3 separate regions of the Sus scrofa genome follow, and all the other regions are linked to region 2. The links are chromatin contacts, called in public Hi-C and promoter capture Hi-C maps. All regions are on one chromosome and are shown on one strand. The core of a region is the stretch at or near the end of the contact, and the rest is flanking DNA. Distances in the headings are between cores, read along the strand shown.

Region 1 (3,066 bases), core at 215-2,714, 190 kb after region 2:
GATGTGTGAAGCTGCTCAGGGGTTTGGCGGAGGGAGATGAAACCAAGGAGTTTGGCTGTTGATGCACAGGGGATAAAGAAGGGGGAGGGATAAAGGATGCCAAGGATTGCCTGCACCTTCTCGCGATTTATACTAGGCTTTCCAGATCCTTTTTGGCCCCAGGTCTTTTAGAGAAGAACAAAGTGGTCGGTACCCACCCAAGGGGCGTGAAAACCCGTCCCTGAGAACACCAGCCTGGGATTCGACGCCAAGGGGAGTCATTGGTGGCTAGGTCACGTGCAAACATTGTCGCCGCCGGGGTCTAGACTGGTGTGAGCCGCCAGGCAATGCGACTGGTTTCTGAAGGAGCGACCCACTGGGGGCCGGCTGGTCGGCCTCCAACACCTCCTACCCCTTTCAAACCCCGGATCCGGCTTGCCGCCCTGGGTGGGTTTGGCAATTATCCTGCTTGAGGTGGTTCAGGCCGCCCACAAGGAGCATAGCCCGGCAGTCAGGAGCCAGGGCTGCTGGCTGGGCTGGCCTGGAAGGAGAGGGACGGGCCGGAACTGCAACCGCAGTGGCGGGGAGACCGGAGGGGGTGGCAGGTGCAGCAGCAGAGAGGCGGGGCGGAGCTGGGCAGAGTCCCTGATTCTCAGGCGTCCCGGAGTGACCTACCCCCACCCAGCTAGGGCCTAGGAGAAGTGGAAGTGCGGAGAAGAGAGGCTGAGAGTGCACGAGAGGGACTGACTGGATCGGGACAGCCGGGCTGGGGTCCCGAAGGGTCTGCGGGGCGCCAGGCAAGGCAGGTGCGGGTCACCTCACTACGGAAAAGGCGGGTTCGTGCACAGCCCAACGCGAGGAGGGGGCTGTTAGGTGCTGCGGCCTCGCCACTCACAGTTCTCTCCGCCCCTCCCCGCGCCCCCGCTCCCTGGCTCCCTAGACCGCCCCTCACGCCGCTACCGCAGCTCCTTTGTGCCAACCCCGCGCCCGCCCCCTCGGGCCCCAGGCCCCGCCCCCTCCACGCCGGCTATTGGCCCGCCGGGTCGCTAGTGGGCGGGGCGCCCCGTCGCCACGGCGCGGTATATAGTAAAGGTAGGGCGTGCGCCCTCAGCCAATTTCTCGGCTCGTGGCGGGTGGCTGTAGCCTGGGCCCGCAGTCCATTTGTTCGTCCTTCCCTTTGACTTTTCCTTGTCCCCTGCCTGTCTCTGCAGAGGTCACAGGAGGCGGGGGCCGAGCACGCGTCCTCGGTGGCAGCTGGAGTGGCAGCTGCGGGTTTGTGGAGCCCCCGAATCCCCAAGGGCAAGGGGAGCGCGTGGCGGACCAAAGAGGGCCAGTGAGCGGTCGTGCGCCCACCAATAGGTGCGGGGCTCGGAGACGCCCAGCCTGCGCGGTCCCTCCCTCCTCCCTCCGCCCCCGCCGCCGCCGCCTCCCCCTCCTCCCGCTCCTGACTCTGCTCCTCCACCGCGCGTCTGGCACTCTGAAAGCCGCAGCGGCAGCGGCGGGTGCAGCCTGCGGAGAGCCAGGCAGGGGACACTGATCGGCAGGAGAGGACGCAAGAGCGCACGCGGCAATCACCCATCTTCAATCCCCGCAGCAGCTGCTGACCCGCCACCATGGCCCGCGGAAAAGCCAAGGAGGAGGGCAGCTGGAAGAAATTCATCTGGAACTCCGAAAAGAAGGAGTTTTTGGGCAGGACCGGTGGCAGTTGGTGTAAGTATGGGTTTCGCAGCTCTCGCCCCCAGCGCCTTGCCTTTCGGCTCATCCCCCGGGCAGGCTCTGCGGACCGCACCGCGCGCTCCGCGCTGGCAAGGGCGGAGGGTCGGGTGGTGAGCACTGCTACGATCGCGCGGGCCTGGGCTTGCTGTCCTGTATGGAATTCAGAATCCCTGGATAGGCGCGGGCAAGCAGAGGGTTACGTATATTGTAGCGGTCTTGGGAACTTGCAGTTTATATGACATCGCTTGAGCCCTTCGGTCCTGGGCATGGTCGGGCTGTGGGAGACTAGATATGTCTCTTCTTGTAGTCAGGTCCTAAAAAATAAGATTTGAGGCTCTGAAAGAACAGCCTGAGGGTAATCGGACCGAATGCAGGCGAGGTTGTGTGTTAAAGCACCTTTTTTTTCTAGTCTAAATATGTACCTCCAAAGGCCGGCGGCGGGCGGGGGTGGGGTGGGGGTGCGGGGAGCGGTAGTGATGGCAGAATCCATACACACTGCAGTATTTCGTAGCGATGCCCAGAGTTTCCTCCAGTGAACTGCCGTGGAGTCATCACAGCCCAGGAATGACCCAGGAAGCTCCATGTCAGGACTCCGTTTCTGAGCCTTGGCCCCAAAACATGGCAAAATCGGGTTGTTGTCAGTGTCTACAGAGCCAGATGCAGAACCGGGTACGATGAAGGGTTAGTGTGAAATAAATGGCACAAAGGCAGAGGCAGGTCATCTGATACGATTTGGGGCAGCCTGTTGCTTGGCTAAATAGACCCCCTCCCCATTGAAAATTATATTGCTTACTTGTCTTCCACCTCTCTACACAGGAAGGGTGACTTTTTTTAAAAGGTCATTTTGAAGGGCAGTTGTAGGCAAATCTGTAAGAGTCGTGACTGCGGAAGAGAGAGAGAGAGGGAGGGAACTCCCCCCTCCTGCATCACTGCCCCCCCTTCTCTAATATCATCATCACCATCATCATCATCTGCACCACTAGCACCACCACTGCAGCCACTAAGGGAGCCCTGGGTAGGTGCTGATGTGGTGTTCCTGATTGGGAGGATCTGTGAGCATGGGCAGGAGAATGAGTCAGGGAAATATTGCTTGGCTGACATTTTGAAATGGAAGAAGCTAGAATATATGATTTTCTGTAGAGGAAAAAAAAATGCACCCTGTAGTGTGTCTCTTGATTAAAAAGTGAAGGGTTAATAATGCATCACACTTCAAGGTTAGTCAAGGTGAAACCTCATCCCATACCTATGTTGGGAAGAATAGATATCCCTGAGCCATGTTAAATGTAGGTCTTTAAAGTGATGGCTTTTAGCTTGTATTTTATTTTATTTTGGGAAATCTCCATCCTTCAGTGGGCTTACTGCCATAGTTCT
Region 2 (2,889 bases), core at 247-2,746:
CTCTTCATTTATCTGGAGCTACTTTCAAAGACATATCTTCCTTCTCCCCATAGGAATCCAACATTTTCCATAATCTCTTCCATTTTTTCATTATATCTTTGAGGTGTTAACTTTGTTGAATAAAAAAAGCAACTTTGCCTATGACTACGTCTTTGCTCAGATTTAATAAGAAGCCCTAGTTGTTTCATTTTATCATTGACTGAGAGCTTAAAAACCCTAGGCCCTTACATACCATATAAGGATTTTACACCCTTGAAGGTTACAAAAATATCCAAAGGAGATTAAAACGTTAAAAATAAAAGTATTAGCACATCTTCATTTATGTTTTCATTCCACAAGTACTTGTTGAACATTTAAAATAAACCAAGAACTTGGCAGAGCAAAAGGAATACATTGGGGATTATTAAGTGGTGAAATGGTCCTTCTCTTTAGATGCACAGTCTGGTGAAGGAGACAGACGGATGGATAAATTACAAGTGCTATAATATCAATCACTGTGGGGTAGGCTATAGACACACGAAATGGTATAAAGAGGGAGGGGTAGAGAAAGAGAGAGATTTGTTCAAGACATAAAAATAACATGTGCAAACGCCCCGAGGTAGAAGCATACATACACAGAGCACTGCAGAGACTAAAATAATAAATGTTGCATGGCTAAAATACAAAATAAAAACTTGGATATGGCAAGACATAAAACTGGATATGAAAATGGGAGTTTTAACATACTCCAGGCTTCAGTTTTCTCATTTTCAAAAGAGGAACATTCCAACTGTAGATGGAGGATCCTTTCCAGCTAAAGTCGAGTGACCCAGCTTCACCCATTATCACAAATAAATGCTTGGAGGACCCTCACCCACAGTGCCTAAAGAGAGGCAGCTCTTTTCCAACTAATGAATCTGAAGAAATAACGCCATCTGATTCAGTGGGATTTTTTTGTTTGTGGGTTTTGGGTAGTTGTTTGTTTTTGTTTTTTAGTAAGATTTTCTTTGCAAATAATTTTTTCCAATAACTTCCATATCAAGAAATGGATTTCAGTTCTTTGAGGAGAGGGACTCTTTCCCCGAAAAAGAAACAAGATACTCAAAGGGAGGATTTCGTCCTTCCTCAGCCTATTAGTACTTCTGTCATATGTGGTCAGTGAGGGCAGGGAGCAGAATTGTGGACATGCCATGAGAGAGACTTTAGAACAGGCTTACTTCATCTGGTGTCCAGCAGGGTATCAATAACATAGATCCAGAAAAAGAAGAGCTGGGCCTACTCTTTCTGTCAGCATTCACTCCTTAAATGGTTTTCAAGGAATTATGTAAATTTATTATTAAACCCTTCGGCCACAAATAGTAATAATTTTTCAAGTATTTTATGGATTAGGAAGTACCTTCACATGTATTATCTTACACATTCCTCGTGAGAATCCAATGAACTAAGATCTCTCATCCCTTTTTTGCAATGGAAAAACTGGTTCAGAGCCAGTAAGTTACTCACCATGATCATCTAATTGGTCAATGATCTGTTGTGAGCCAAGGAACCTTTAACTGTGTTCTGCTGCCAAAGAAAACCATGCAGACTGGTTGGTGAGGTGATTCTTGCCAAAAATTTTAAAATAAAAATGAAAATGTAATCATTCTGGCTCTTCTTTTCCATTTCTTCCTCATACATTAAATGTGTTGTTTAACCAATGATCTCAACTACCTCTCCATAAGCAGAAAGTTAACTTTTGCGCAGAATCTATTTCAATATTTCATGAACCCAGACCTGGCAAATCATTTGATAAATTATTTCACCTACTACATCCTCATTTTCCCTTCCCTAAGATGGAAGTTAATGTGTTTATAAGCATTAACACTTATTTGAGTATTTGTTATTTACAAGATACTGCTGAGGGCTTTTACACGGATTTTCTTGTTTTGTACTTAACACTTACTGACTGCTTATCTCATATTCTAGATGATGAATATGAAGCATTAAAAAAGTGAAGACTTGCCCAAGTTTTCATAGCTAACAAAGAGGTTCAGCCAGATTTCGAAACAAGGTACTCCAGGGACCAAACAGTTCCTGTGCTCTTAAAGTTCAAAGTCCCCTCCCCAGGTGGCAGGGTTCCACGAACAATAAAGGCCTTTGCAATCAATGCACTTTCAAGGTTATGTGTGCAATTACTGACTCGGGGTTGTAGGCATAGAATATTGTGCATTTTGCATTTCAGTTAGGGCGACAATTTCAGTACACTTGGCAGAGGTTCAGAGGAACACTGAAATTATTTCCGAAGAAATGCACTATTCCTATTCAAACAAAGAGTCACCATTGGGTAGACAGATAAACTTACCCACCAAGAGCCTCTCAACGGCAGCCTGGTGATCAAGGCCCTAGATTTGCGAGATTTGGGAGTGCAAGCAGTCAGTACAGAAAAAAGAAAGCTAAGTGGTCTATATGGGGATTATAAGCAGAAGTATGGCTTTGTTAAGATGCACCATTAATTACTTAAGTAAATTCACCCAAACTGTGTTGACACTATGTTTACGTGCAAAAGAGAAAACAGTTACCCAGCAACTCTTATAATGGAGAGGAAAGTACTGCTCATTTGTACATTCTATTATATTGTTTGCTGAATAATATATCAAATTGCTCCCGTATTCAAAGAAGGTCCCACTGAATGCTGGCAGCCCAGGAGGTAGCCTAGAAAGGACATGATTTGACACACTTGACCTTGGCCCCTCCTTCAGCATCCACTTCTGGGGCCCTTGCCAAAAGCACTTTGGATCCTGGGCACTCTGAAAAGGAGAAAGGGTAAGAGTTTTGACATGATTTTAAAGAAACCATTATTCAGTTGGATAGATTTTTCAGTTCAGTTGAGCACAAGGTCCCCATTTTAGACAATCTTCTTAATGTGCTCTT
Region 3 (3,063 bases), core at 271-2,770, 220 kb after region 2:
CCCAAGTACCTGCAGCCCCTGATGGCTGTGCAGTTCACCAACCTCACCATGGACACTGAAATCCGCATAGAGTGTAAGGCGTATGGTGAGAACATTGGGTACAGTGAGAAAGACCGTTTTCAGGGACGCTTTGATGTAAAAATTGAAGTTAAGAGCTGATCACAAGCTCTTTCCCACTAGCCATTTAAAGAGTTTAAAAAGATTCAGAAACAAAAAACCTACTAGTCTTGAACAAACTGTCATACGTATGGGACCTACACTTAATCTATATGCTTTACACTAGCTTTCTGCATTTAATAGGTTAGAATGTAAATTTAAAGTGTAGCAATAGCAACAAAATATTTATTCTACTGTAAATGACAAAAGAAAAATAAAAATCGAGCCTTGGGACGTGCCCATTTTTACTGTAAATTATGATTCCATAACTGACTTGTAGTAAGCAGTGTTTCTGGCCCCTAAGTATTGCTGCCTTGTGTATTTTATTTAGTGTACAGTACTATAGGTGCACACTTTGGTCATTTTTCAAGCCATGTTTTATCGTATCTGTTTTCTACTTTATGTGAGCAAGGTTTGCTGTCCAAGGTGTAAATATTCAATGGGAATAAAACTGGCATGGTACTTTTTTTTTTTTTCTTTTTGAGTTTGGCTCTTTCAAAAATAATGGCCCATCAATGAGCATTTTTAACACACTCCATATAGTCTTTTCCTGTGGTGTTAGGTCTTCATTATTTTCTTTTTTCCCTGGGTCTAGGTGGGGGGGGGGGGTGGGCTGGGCTGTCATGGGGGAACTGCCCTTTAAATTTTAAGTGACACTACAGAAAATCTCAAAAAGGTGATGGGTTGTGTTGTGCTTTGTACTGAATGCTGTCTTGACTTCTTTTCCCCTGTCCTCCAGTCCGTTCGAAGCTGTGTATGAGATCTGGAGCACCCGTCACTTTGGCTAGTGATAGGGTGGATTAATTTGCTTTGTACATTTTCTTTCACTTTCCTTTTTTCCTTTCTCTGGAGGCATCACATGCTGGTGCTGTGTCTTTATGAATGTTTTAACCATTTTCATGGTGGAAGAATTTTATATTTATGCAGTTGTACAATTTTATTTTTTTCTGCAAGAAAAAGTGTAATGTATGAAATAAACCAAAGTCACTTGTTTGAAAAAAAAAAAAATCTTTATTTTGGACTTTATAAAAAGCAATGCAGTACCCCATAGACTGGTGTTAAATGTTGTCTACAGTGCAAAATCCATGTTCTAACATATGTCATAATTGCCAGGAGTACAGTGCTCTTGTTGATCTTGTATTCAGTCAGGTTAAAACAATGGACAATAAAAGAATGAACACATTTCTCATGTGAATGATTCACTCTTGTCTAAATGTCCCAACCTGTGACTTCTTTCTCTACTGCTAGTTATCCAAGATCTTGAAGAAATACTGAACCTGAAAGACAAACACATTGATTTCATTAGTTCATATGGAAGTTTGGCCTTTTCCACCCAACGGAGGCCAAGAGCAGGGCGAGGACTCTGGACACTGGAACACCAAAGTGCACACGCCCCTCCCCCAAGGGACAGCTAGGTTAATCGGAGGCAGAGATTCAATCAATGAAGTTTTAAAGTTCAAGTTTAGAACTATTTTTCAGCAATACTCAGTTTAGAAAACATGAAATTTTGGTTCCTGCTAGTCCTTCATGAGATATGGCTATTAAAAAAAATCATGTCAAAGTTGTTAATAATTCTGTTTATAAAAGAAGTGAGGTTAGTAATCAGAAAATGGGCAGAATGGGGTTCCCGTTGTAGCGCTAGTGGGTTGCAAACCTGGCTAGGATCCATGAGGACGCAGATTCGATCCCTGCCCTTGTTTAGTGGGTTAAGGATCCTGCGTTGCTGTGGCTGTGGTGTAGGTCAGCGACAGCAGCTCTGATTTGACCCCTAGCCTGGGAACTTCCACATGCCACAGATGTGGCCTTAAAAAGCAAGAAAAAAGAAAATAGGCAGAAGAAATGTCTATTTAGACATACAGATGGTCAATAGGCACATGAAAAGATGCTCAACATTGCTAATTATTAGATGAAAATTAAAACTACAATGTGATATCACCTCACACCTGTCAGAATGACCCTAATTAAAAAGTCTGTAAATCACAAATGCTGGAAAGGGTGTGGAGAAAAGGGAACCTTCCTACACTGTTGGTGGGAACGTATATTGATGGAGTCACTGTGGCAAGCAGTACAGAGGTTCCTCAAACTAAGAATTGCTAGGATCCAGCAATCACGCTCCTGGGCGTATATCCACATAAAACTATAATTTGAAAAGATACATACACTCCTATGTTCATAACAGTACTGTATATAATAGCCAAGACATGGAAGCAACCTAAATGTCCACCAACAGAGGACTGGATAAAGAAGATGTGGTATATAAAACAATATTATTCAGCCATAAAAAAAAAAAAATGCCATCTGCAGCAAAATGGGTGGACCTAGAGATTCTCATACTAAGTGAAGTCAGTCAAAGACAAATATATGATATCATTTACATCTGGAATCTAAAAAAGTGAGAGTTCCCGTCATGGAGCAGTGGTTAACGAATCCGACTAGGAACCATGAGGTGGCGGGTTCGGTCCCTGCCCTTGCTCAGTGGGTTAACGATCCGGCGTTGCCGTGAGCTGTGGTGTAGGTTGCAGACACGGCTCGGATCCTGCGTTGCTGTGGCTCTGGCGTAGGCTGGCAGCTATAGCTCCGATACGACTCCTAGCCCGGGAACCTCCATATGCCTCAGGAGCGGCCCACGAAATGGCAAAAAGACAAAAAAATAAATAAAATAAAAATAAAAAAGTGATATAAGTGAACTCAAAATTTACAAGACAGTATCAGACTCAGACTTTGAAAACAAACTTATGATTACCAAAGGGGGAAGGTTTGGGGGAGGTAAATTAGGAGTTTGGGATAATATATACACATTATTATACATAGAACAGACAACAAGGACCTACTGTATAGCACAGGGAACACTACTCAATATTCAGTAATAACCTATATGGTAAAAGAATCTACAAAAGAATGGATATA

Evidence for each region. Promoter capture Hi-C pulls out the DNA fragments that hold promoters and counts their contacts. Hi-C and Micro-C count contacts between places; a contact is called where the count stands out from the background.
Region 1: a contact with region 2 is called in a promoter capture Hi-C map of liver, with 11 times the contacts expected there. The contact joins the promoter of ATP1B1 here to the enhancer-like site in region 2. A contact is called at or near these places in 2 of 5 promoter capture datasets (fetal liver and liver), 6 of 47 Hi-C or Micro-C datasets (liver, psoas muscle and skeletal muscle) and 2 of 2 datasets of contacts at active chromatin or transcription factors (alveolar macrophages and skeletal muscle).
Region 3: a contact with region 2 is called in a Hi-C map of liver, with 2.5 times the contacts expected there. The contact joins two enhancer-like sites. A contact is called at or near these places in 5 of 47 Hi-C or Micro-C datasets (liver, psoas muscle and skeletal muscle) and 2 of 2 datasets of contacts at active chromatin or transcription factors (alveolar macrophages and skeletal muscle).

What each region holds. Positions count from the first base shown.
Region 1 is chr4:81,935,413-81,938,478 of Sscrofa11.1, reverse strand. ATP1B1 (ATPase, Na+/K+ transporting, beta 1 polypeptide) reads left to right here and starts at 1,464. Exons shown (of 6, transcript NM_001001542.1): 1 at 1,464-1,689. The coding sequence starts at 1,593.
Region 2 is chr4:82,127,913-82,130,801 of Sscrofa11.1, reverse strand. All of the region lies in intron 1 of LOC110260299 (a long non-coding RNA gene), which reads right to left. It also overlaps the pseudogene LOC106510108. Among named protein-coding and RNA genes, the nearest start is that of DPT, 160 kb to the left of the region's middle. Within about 2 kb of position 1,496, at least 7 of the 83 cell types and tissues checked have an H3K27ac peak or open chromatin away from gene starts, as enhancers often do. A contact at or near this core is called in liver, where this site is marked.
Region 3 is chr4:81,909,833-81,912,895 of Sscrofa11.1, reverse strand. It overlaps NME7 (nucleoside diphosphate kinase 7), which reads right to left. Exons shown (of 13, transcript XM_021089439.1): 13 at 620-1,433. The coding sequence ends at 1,401. ATP1B1 (ATPase, Na+/K+ transporting, beta 1 polypeptide) reads left to right here. Exons shown (of 6, transcript NM_001001542.1): 6 at 1-353. The coding sequence ends at 159. Among named protein-coding and RNA genes, the nearest start is that of ATP1B1, 26 kb to the left of the region's middle. Within about 2 kb of position 1,520, at least 2 of the 83 cell types and tissues checked have an H3K27ac peak or open chromatin away from gene starts, as enhancers often do. A contact at or near this core is called in liver, where this site is marked.